2 separate regions of the Sus scrofa genome follow, and region 1 is linked to region 2. The links are chromatin contacts, called in public Hi-C maps. All regions are on one chromosome and are shown on one strand. The core of a region is the stretch at or near the end of the contact, and the rest is flanking DNA. Distances in the headings are between cores, read along the strand shown. Region 1 holds the start of LOC110261756 (microtubule-associated protein tau-like). Region 2 has its middle 610 kb from the start of ARRDC4.

The links. Hi-C and Micro-C count contacts between places; a contact is called where the count stands out from the background.
Region 1: a contact with region 2 is called in a Hi-C map of epiblast stem cells, with 2.2 times the contacts expected there. The contact joins the promoter of LOC110261756 here to the enhancer-like site in region 2. A contact is called at or near these places in 8 of 47 Hi-C or Micro-C datasets (embryonic fibroblasts, epiblast stem cells, fetal heart ventricle and 4 more) and 1 of 2 datasets of contacts at active chromatin or transcription factors (skeletal muscle).

What each region holds. Positions count from the first base shown.
Region 1 is chr7:83,060,719-83,065,163 of Sscrofa11.1, forward strand. It overlaps LOC110261756 (microtubule-associated protein tau-like), which reads right to left and starts at 3,079. Exons shown (of 4, transcript XM_021100068.1): 1 at 2,854-3,079; 2 at 1,011-1,530. The coding sequence starts at 3,079.
Region 2 is chr7:82,280,617-82,285,417 of Sscrofa11.1, forward strand. No RefSeq gene overlaps it. Among named protein-coding and RNA genes, the nearest start is that of ARRDC4, 610 kb to the left of the region's middle. Within about 2 kb of position 1,810, at least 2 of the 83 cell types and tissues checked have an H3K27ac peak or open chromatin away from gene starts, as enhancers often do. A contact at or near this core is called in epiblast stem cells, where this site is marked.

The sequences.
Region 1 (4,445 bases), core at 1,829-4,328, 780 kb after region 2:
CTGAGTGCCAGCTGTGAGGATCAGGATCGGAGGCAAAAGCAGAGGAGAGGAGAGCAGAGCAAGTGACATGCTTGAATCTGCATACCTATAGTTTTGAAAAGTCTCTAAATTGGAAAAGTTTCTCTCCTTCTCTCCCTCCCTCCCCTCCTTCTCTTCTCTCCTTTCCTTTCTCTCTCCTCTATCCCCTCCACTTCTCACATTCAGATTTTTTTGAGTTTTTTTCCACCGAATAATGCCTGAGATTAAAAATGATTTTTATTGCTATTACACTTTCTACCGCAAGATGCAGTGCAAGGCGGCAGAGTTTGTATTACAACTATGTCACAATGTTTCACTGATGCAAAACATGTAGCCAGAGGGTGTTGCTAATGACTCCTGGATTAGAGGGAGATTGAGACTGGGAGAAGAAGAGAGAGAGAGAGAGAGAGGACAAGAGAGGGAGACAGAAGGGAGAAGAGAGAGGGATTTCATTAGAGGAAGGGAGGGTCACCATATAATCAGGCCTAATAATCTAATCAGGATATTTTCGGATTTCAAGGTTCTTACCAAGCTTGAGAGTGTGAGCTAGAGAGAAAGCAATATCCTTTTAGACAACACAACACAAAGGCTTTTTTTTTTTCATGTTAATAACTATTACGTTTACAGTCAGTTAAGTGAAGAACTCTCCTTTGCAAAAAATCAAACTTCGGAAAATGCTTAATATCAGATTAAAGGCTTTTCCAGGAGCCGCCCCGCTAGGAGGGAGGTGGGGACCCAGTAATCACTCTGGGGTGTGCGGAGCGCCCCGCGGCCTGCAGAGGCTCAACGCCCCCGCCTGCGGTCATGCACACACTTGCACACCTGCCTGGCACAGCCTGCAGGGCCCCGGGGTGCCCGCCTGGGAAAGCCTGTGGCCCGGGCTCGGCCTCCTCTCGATCTTGGCGGAAAGGTCCCTCCGGGCTCCGAACTCCCCGGCGCCCTCCCCCGGGACCAGCTCTACTTAGGGAAGCGGGAGGTTTCGCGGTTCCTACCGTGGCCCGGGCCGGTCCCACCGCCCTGCAGTCCGCTTCTGCCCCCCGGGGCACAGCGAGTAGGGCTTCCCCTCCGGGCCGCGGCCCTTTGAACCTGGGGGCCCTGGGCTCCCGGCCGGCTGCGCGGAGCTCGCTCGGGGCCCGGCTGCGGAGCCGAGTGTGGGTGGCGGGTGGGGTGGAAGGGGAGTGGGGGAGGCGGAGGGGGTGGAGGGGCAGGGGCGGGAGCCGACGTTAAGCCTGGAAGCTTGGCTGTTTACCCAAACGATTTTCCTTTCAGGCCCGAGACGCCAATGAGACAAGATCAAGCTCCCCTCTTCGCAATGTGTGCGTGCGTGCGTGTGTGTGTGTGTGTGTGTGTGTGTGTGTCCGTCCTCCAAGCGGAGCTTTGTGAATTGTGAATGGGGGCTCCGGGACGCCGGCTGGGAGGGACCAGAGGCCCGACCCGGGCACCAGCGCCTCCTCCCGGGGGCTGGGGAGAAGCCAGGCGGAGGGCGCGGGGTCTGAGCGCGCCGAAGGGCGCCTCAGACGCACAGTCGTCCCGATCCAGGGAAGCGAGCAGCGGTAGGGACACAGGCTGCCGAGAGCTAAGGTCCGCGTCCCCAAAGGCCGATCCGGGAGACGTGGGAGGAGAGGAGGGAGAGAGAATAATATGAATCACATCCTCCTTCCAGTTCCTTAATTTCTTATCCCCCCAAAGCTTAAATCTAGTTCCTAGGCCACTGATTTCTTTCCGACTCCCTCGCTCAAGATCTATTAGCTGCAAATTAGGCCAAGGTTTTGGCGATTACGGTACAATGCAGGCCGCGTGACACGCGCCGCTGGGCCTGAGCCTGGGTCCCTCCTCTCGCCGAAAAAAAATGATTAGAAAGCAAGAGGGGATGGATGGTCTGTATTGACAAGACATTTGTCATTTTTAAAGGGGTCCACATTTAAGAACATGCATCGGCCTTGGGGGTTGTGGGGAGGAGGGAAGGGACGAAGAGGGGGCGAAGTCCCAGCCACAGCGCAGCAGGTGATCGCTGTCCTGGGCGTGGCTCCTGCTGTGGCTCCAGAGGCAGTCTGGAGCTGAAATATCGTTGGCAAAATAATAACGACAACAATATTATTAGTATTATTGATAAGAAGAAGAATTGGAAAGGCAGGGTTATATTTATTTGAGATCGTAAAATAAAATCTGGCCTCAAGACGTCCTAGGTATATTTAGTGGCTTGTCTCTGACGATTCGTTCCCCTTGGCCCGGGCCGATTAAAAGCTTACCCAAGAAATTGTTTCTGGAAGAAAAAGGTGTCATTCTGATGCTCCTGACTCAGCTACTATTGCTCCTCCTGTCTCAGCCTGTCCCTGCTCCCCCCACTCCACCCACACCACACTGAAGGGTTTCTTTCTTTCTTTCTTTCTTTCTTTCTTTCTTTCTTTCTTTCTTTCTTTTCTTTTCTTTTCTTTTAATGAAACAGGAAGTTCTTATTTAACAGAAATTCCTTTCCCCTGATGCTAACCTGAGGCATTAGGGATTTTGCATCAGGCCTCCAGGTCTTCTGCTCCTGGTGGTCCAGGCCTGGACTACACGCTGGGGGAGAAATGGCAAGGGCCTCAGATTATGGCATATTAGGGGTGGAGGGCTGTGGCTCCTAGGCTCAGAGGGGTCAGAGGCAGCTGGTAGGCACCTAGGCAGGAATTGAGGGCTTGGGGACCCAGCACAGGGTTGGTCTGGAACAAATGTGTATGAGGAGATGCTCAGGGAGAAAACCAGATGTGCCTCATAATGACAAGAAGCATGGCTAACATTTATTGAGTGCTTCTATGTACCAGGTATCGTATCCATCCCCCTGGGGGGTCTCCAAACCGGAGGACAAGGCGTCATGGCCAAGGGTAGGCCTCCGAGCGGGCAGGGCTGCAAGGGGCAGCCAGCTAGGTGGGATCACATGGCTGGGGATACAGGTTTTTACCCCACGACGCGTTTTCTGCCTGGAGAGGTGGTGGGGTCGCTGCGGGCAGCCGGGCCTGGAGCAGGCATCCTGCTTCCTCGCCTGTGGTCCTCCGCCCACATCCAACCTGCCCTGTGTGGCCATGCACTGTGTGGGCCCCAGGTCTCTAGCCTGGGAGAAGGAAGACCAACAGGTTCCAATGATGCTGCCATTTCTTCGCGCTGGAAATCCAGAGGCAATTGAACAGGGCTATGAGGGCCGCTGAGGTCAGGCTTGGGCGAGAGGCAAGCTCTCTATGCTCGGAGGCCCGAGGCCCGGCGTCCCGCGGCTCCTCCCGCTCAGGCCCAGGGCGCGGCGGCGGCGGGGCTCCAGACGAGGTGAGCCTCCTTCATGGTGCAGGAGGGCTCCAGGGCCTCCGCAGCCCTCGCGTTCCGGTGCTCGCCAAGGGCAGGAGCGGGGCTCAGGCCCAACCACCCTCTGGCCGCGTTCGGGCTGCTTCCACGCCCCACCCCGCTGGGGTGTTCCAGCCTCCATTCGGAGGCCACTCTCGCGAGCGGGAGTTTTCCTCCAAGCTCAGTCTCTCCCTCCCATCCCCCTAAAGCAGGGTCTGAGACTCGCCGATGACCCCGTGCCTTGCCCCGCGAGGGTGGAAAAAAGCAGGCACTGCGCTCTGTCTGGAGACAAAAGGCCTCCGCGCCCCGCTCCTCCAGGCTCAGCCGCTGCGCGTTTCGCACCCGCCTCCACCTATGTGGAGCAGGCGGGAGCAGGTGGAAGTGTCCTTGTAGGGGTGGCTCCGAGTAGAAAGCCCTGATTGATCCCAGAAATTGAACACCTCCAAGTCCAAGGGCTTAGGCACGGCACGGGTATCTGCTTCAAAAAATTCAGTCCGCCCCCAGCCCTCCCCACTAAGCCCCCATCCAGTCACCCTCTATAAAGGGGTCCCCTCGCTGGATTTTTGCTTCTAGTCTCATTGCGTATCACCTGGCAGACAGGAAACGCTCGCTTCTGATATCGACCTGCACAGGTTACTTTTTTCCCCAAAACAACGACTCTAGCTTTCCTGCTACTAGACCCCAGGGAGAATTCACTGGTTTTAACATTAAAACAAAACAAAACAAAACTTAAAACTCTCTCCGGGTGCGAGATGTGGTGGGCCGTGCGGAGTTTCCTGTCTCTCCACGCTGACTCCCCGCCGCACCTGGAAAGCTAGTCCTGTGAAGAATAAATAGTCTGATCCTGCAGTCTATCATTTCGGTATTACAAATAACCACCGTGGAGCGAGAAATACCCCCGGCCTAAGACTATTGATAGATGATAGTAGCGATATTCACAATCGATCCTTTAATAGGCAGACGTCATAAATCATGTTCAATCCCCTGACAGCACAGTACTTCGCTTAATAATATAATTAAGATTAAAACTCCAGAGGTATTGGAGGCAGCGGGTATTGATAGCTTCAAAGATTGCATTCTGGATATGATGGTGAAAGAGAAAGGGACCTTTGGAAAAT
Region 2 (4,801 bases), core at 560-3,059:
CTTTTAACTCCTTTTTTATTCTAAGTCTTCAAAACTTTGTGTATTTAACATTCACAGCACATGTCACTTTGAACTAGCTATATTTCTAGTGCTCAGTAGTTACACTTGGCTGGGAGCTGCTGTATTGGACATGCCCAGGTCTACTATATAAGCTACGAAAGCAAAAGCAGAAACTGACTGATTGTTGCCCTGGTAGAGGTACATTTATAGCTAAGAGGTGGGTCCTAGTAGTATATGAGCTCTTTTATCATACACTCTAGGGTAACCTTGGGAAAGTAATTTACTACTTTTGGTCTCTTTTTTTTTCTCCTTTGCAATATGCCAATAATAATAATAAGGCCTTGCTTATCTAGGCTTGCAAAAACTAAGCAAATGAATGTATATAAACTACTAAACTCAGGACACATGGCAAATGTTTAATAGTAAAATTTATCTAATTCTTATTATTATGCATAAGCAGATACCACATTTCATCAGCTAAGAGTATACAGGTATTATATATATATGTGTATATATATATATATATATATATATATACACACACACACAGGTTATTTATGAGAGTTTATGCTTATTAACTCAGCCCTAAGTAGAAAGTACTGAGCTTGGCATCTGCAAAGTTGTCAACCAATAATTATGAATTAATTACATATTTTTCTTAATCCTATTATAAAATGTTAACCTCACTATCTAGTCTAAGGATTGCAATCAATACGCATGCCCCAAATATGCCTCGTCCTCTCCACTCACTATGTCCTTAAAAAATAATATGAGAAATGAATATGTGTGTGTGTGTGTGTGTGTGTGTGACTGGGTCACTTTGCTAAACAGCAGAAATTGGCACAACATTGTAAATCAACTATAATAATAACATTCTTCGAGTATGTCTTCTCGGTTTCTTGGCTTTATGATTATGCTGCTATAAGTATCTGCATGTGTGTCATCATGGGGATATAGGTTTTCATTTATTTGGGTAGATATCTAGGAGCTTAATTTCTCAATTATAAGGTTAATCTATGTGGAACTTGTTAAGAAACTGCGGAACAGTTTTCAAAAGTAGCCCAGACATTTTACATTTCCATCAGCAACATATAAGGATTCCAGTTTCTCAACATTCTCACCATCCCTTGTTACTATGTTACTTTTTTATTATAATGATTCCAGTGAGTATACAGTCGTATCTTGTGATTTAAATGTGTATTTCCCTAATTATTCATGATGTGGAGTATATTTTCATGAGTTCATTAGCTCTTTGGTGAAACTTTTGGTGAAATCTTAGATCATTTTTAAATTTAGAGTTTATCTCATTATTGAGTTGTAAGAGTTCTTTAATATATTTTGGGTCCATGTTTTTCTTTATTAGATGTATGATTCAAACCATATATATATATATATATATATGTCGTGAGACATGTTTCTACAATATTTTCTTAGCCTCTTTGCTGAAAACTTGTCCTGCTTTACTTTACCCCATCTTCCTGCTTGAAAAACAGTCACAGTGATGGTAAAGGATTTAGGCTTAAGAACAAAGACCTAAGGCATAAGTTATTCATAGGGTCAGCTGAGTGAGGACATAATGCCTTTGTCTAGGCACGCTGGACCTGTGCAGATTGGCACGCCATTTGCACAAGCATGATATGTCCTCTAAAGAATAAGAGAAAGAGGAACCTCATGGCCAAGTGGTTTATGAGCAGTCCTTAGCAGAATATGCATTAGCAAAGAGAACCAAGGTGCAAACCTAGGCAACCTAGGTTGCTGCAAATAGGCATGCCTTTTGCTGAAGCACAGTGAGGATTCTCTGAAATGCTATGCATGGGTAGCTAATTCAAATGCTAATGATTGTTAAATGCCTAAAGGTCAGAGTAAAAGCTTAACCATCTATCAGCTATGTGACTTTTAAAATAATAAAAGAACTTATAAAATAATAATAATAAAAAACCCCTATATCCTCCACCTAAAGCCCCCTCCTCACTTGACATAATCCTAAAGAGTTTCTTGAGGCAGGGCTCTTGGTCCCTGAGACCTTGAGTCCCCCGTTCCCACCTTTACTTAAGATAAATGTCTCTGTGTTTTGTTTTATGTTAGTTTTTTTCCTTAAGTTTCACAGCACCCGTTCGCTCTTCAGCTCCATCCTGCTGAGCTGGGTGTGTGTATGTGTGTGTATATGACGTATGATTTTAAAATGTTTTCTGGAGTTCCCACTGTGGTGCAGTGAGCTAATGATCCAGCTTGTCTCTGGGGAGGAACCTGTTTGATCCCTTTGGAGACTGATGCAGGGGATTAAGGATCCAGCATTGCCATAGGTGTGGCACAGTACCTCGCTCAGAAACTTTCATATGCCATATAAGCAGCAAAATAATAATAATAATAAAAAATAATAATAAGTTAATAAAAAATGTTTTCTTTAGGCTATGTTTTTTCTTCTTCATTCTCTTAGTAGTGTCTTTTAAAGTAGAACTTCTGGGAGTTCCCCTCGTGGCTCAGTGGAAATGAATCTGACTAGCATCCGTGAGGATGCAGGTTCAATCCCTGGCCTCGCTCAGTGAGTTATGGATCTGGCTTTGCCATGAGCTGAGGGATAGCTCACAGACACGGCTCAGATCTGGTGTGGCTGTGGCTTCGGCATAGGCTGGCAGCTATAGCTCCCATATATCCCTAGCCTGGGACTCTCCATATGACCATGTGTGTGGCCCTAAAAAGAAAAAAGTCAAACTTTTGAATTTCTACTAAGTTCAATTTATGCAATTAGTCTTCTATCTATCAAGATTTTAATATCTAACAACTTTGTGTGTAATTGATGAGCAAGAGTATATTTTGAAAAAAGTTTTAAATTTAGAAGTTTTATTGTTTACCTTTTCCCTTTAAGACTGATCCATTTTGAGTAGTTTTTGTGTATGGTTTAAGGTAGAAGTCAAGTATATTCCTTATGTATACTTGGCCTAGAGCCGGTTTATGAAAAAGTTATCCTTTCTTGGTTAAAAGACCTGGACACCTTGGTCAAAAATAAATACAAAGGTTTACTTATGGAATTTCAAACCTGTCCCAATAATCTAAATGCTTATAATTGAATAATGAACATTATATTGATTATTCTGCCTTTATAGTAGTCTTTTTATCAGATAATGTGGTAGACAGAATCATAAAATAGCCTTCAGTTTTTCCTATCCTAATCCTTGGGACTGTTGAATATGATAATATGTAATACCTTGATTATATTCTATTACATGGCAAAGTGACTTTGTATATGTCATTACCTAATCAGTTGACTTTGAATTATTCAAAAGGCTAAGCTTAATCTACTTGCTTAGTGTTTTAAGAGCACAGAGGTTTCTCTAGCAGATAGAAAAAGAAAACATCTGAGAAAGATTTCACATGTGAAAAAGATGCAGCACAGTATTACTTCTAAAGTGTAAATAAAGCTATGAGACAAGAAATGCAGGTGGATTCTAAACATGCAAAACAGCCTGTGACTGACAGTCAACATGGTGACAGGCACTTTGGTTCTACAGCAGGAGGAAGGGGAATTTTTCCAAAAAAATATTATTTCCAAGAATAGGAATAAGCTTTGAAGAGAAGACGCATTTGAGAACAAAGAGGTATAGTTGTGAACAACTGGAATGACTCTGAAATCCATTTGAGATTAAAAACTGCAGGACACCTGGATTTCAGCCTTAAGAGACATTGACCAGAGAATTCAGCCATTTCATACTGGACTTCCAATGTACAGAGCTGAGAGGTCTTAAATGCCTTTTGTTTTAAGCTACTAAGTTTATAATAATTTATTTTATAGCAAAAAAAGAAGACTAGTAAAGGTAGTGTAACTCCTCCAACTGTATCTTTTTCAAAACTCTTTTGGATATTCTAAGCACTTTTCACTGTCACTTATTTCTTTTTTCTTTTCTTTTTCTTTTTACAGCCCCACCTGCAGCATATGGAGGTTCCCAGGCTAGGGGTCGAATCAGAGCTGTAGACACCAGCCTACACCACAGCCACAGCAACTGTCAGATCCTGCCTGCGTCTGCGACCTACACCACAGCTCACGGCAATGCCAGATCCTTAACCCACTGAGCGAGGCAAGGGATCGAACCTACATCCTCATAGATCCTAGTTGGGTTTGTTAACCACTGAGCCATGATGGGAACACCCTCATATAAATTTTAGAATTGACTAGTCAAATTCTACAAAGTGATCTGTAGGATTACCTTGAATTGTTTGTTGACTTTGGATAAAACTGCTCTTAAAAAAAAAAATGTTTTTTGATCTATGGGTATTGAACATATATTTATTTATTTAAATCTTTTAAAATGCCTCTCAGCAATGTATTTTTACATACAAATCTTGAAGTGTTTTAAACAAATTTATTTCTAAACTTTGATTTCTTTTGTTTATTAGTTCTGATAGTTTGGGGTGAATTCCTGATATCCTATATACAAATAATGACAGTTTTATTTACCTTTTCCAAACTCTATGTCTATTTACTTTTTCCCTTTTCTTTTTTTCCTTTGTTTTAAGGCCACACCGATGGCATAATATGTAAGTTCCTGGGCTAGGGATTGAATCTGAGCCTCACCTTCAGCCTACCCTGTACCTACAGCAACACTAGATCCTTTAACCCACTGTGCCAGACCGGGAATCGAACCCCACTTCTGCAGTGATCCAATCTGCTACAGTAAGACTCTTAACCCACAGTGCCACTGCAGGATATCCTCTTTTCCTTATTGCATTTGCTTGAATCACCAGAATAGAAGTAGTTAGAGTTCCACATAATGCAAGTACAGCCAAACAAAATAGATACATACGT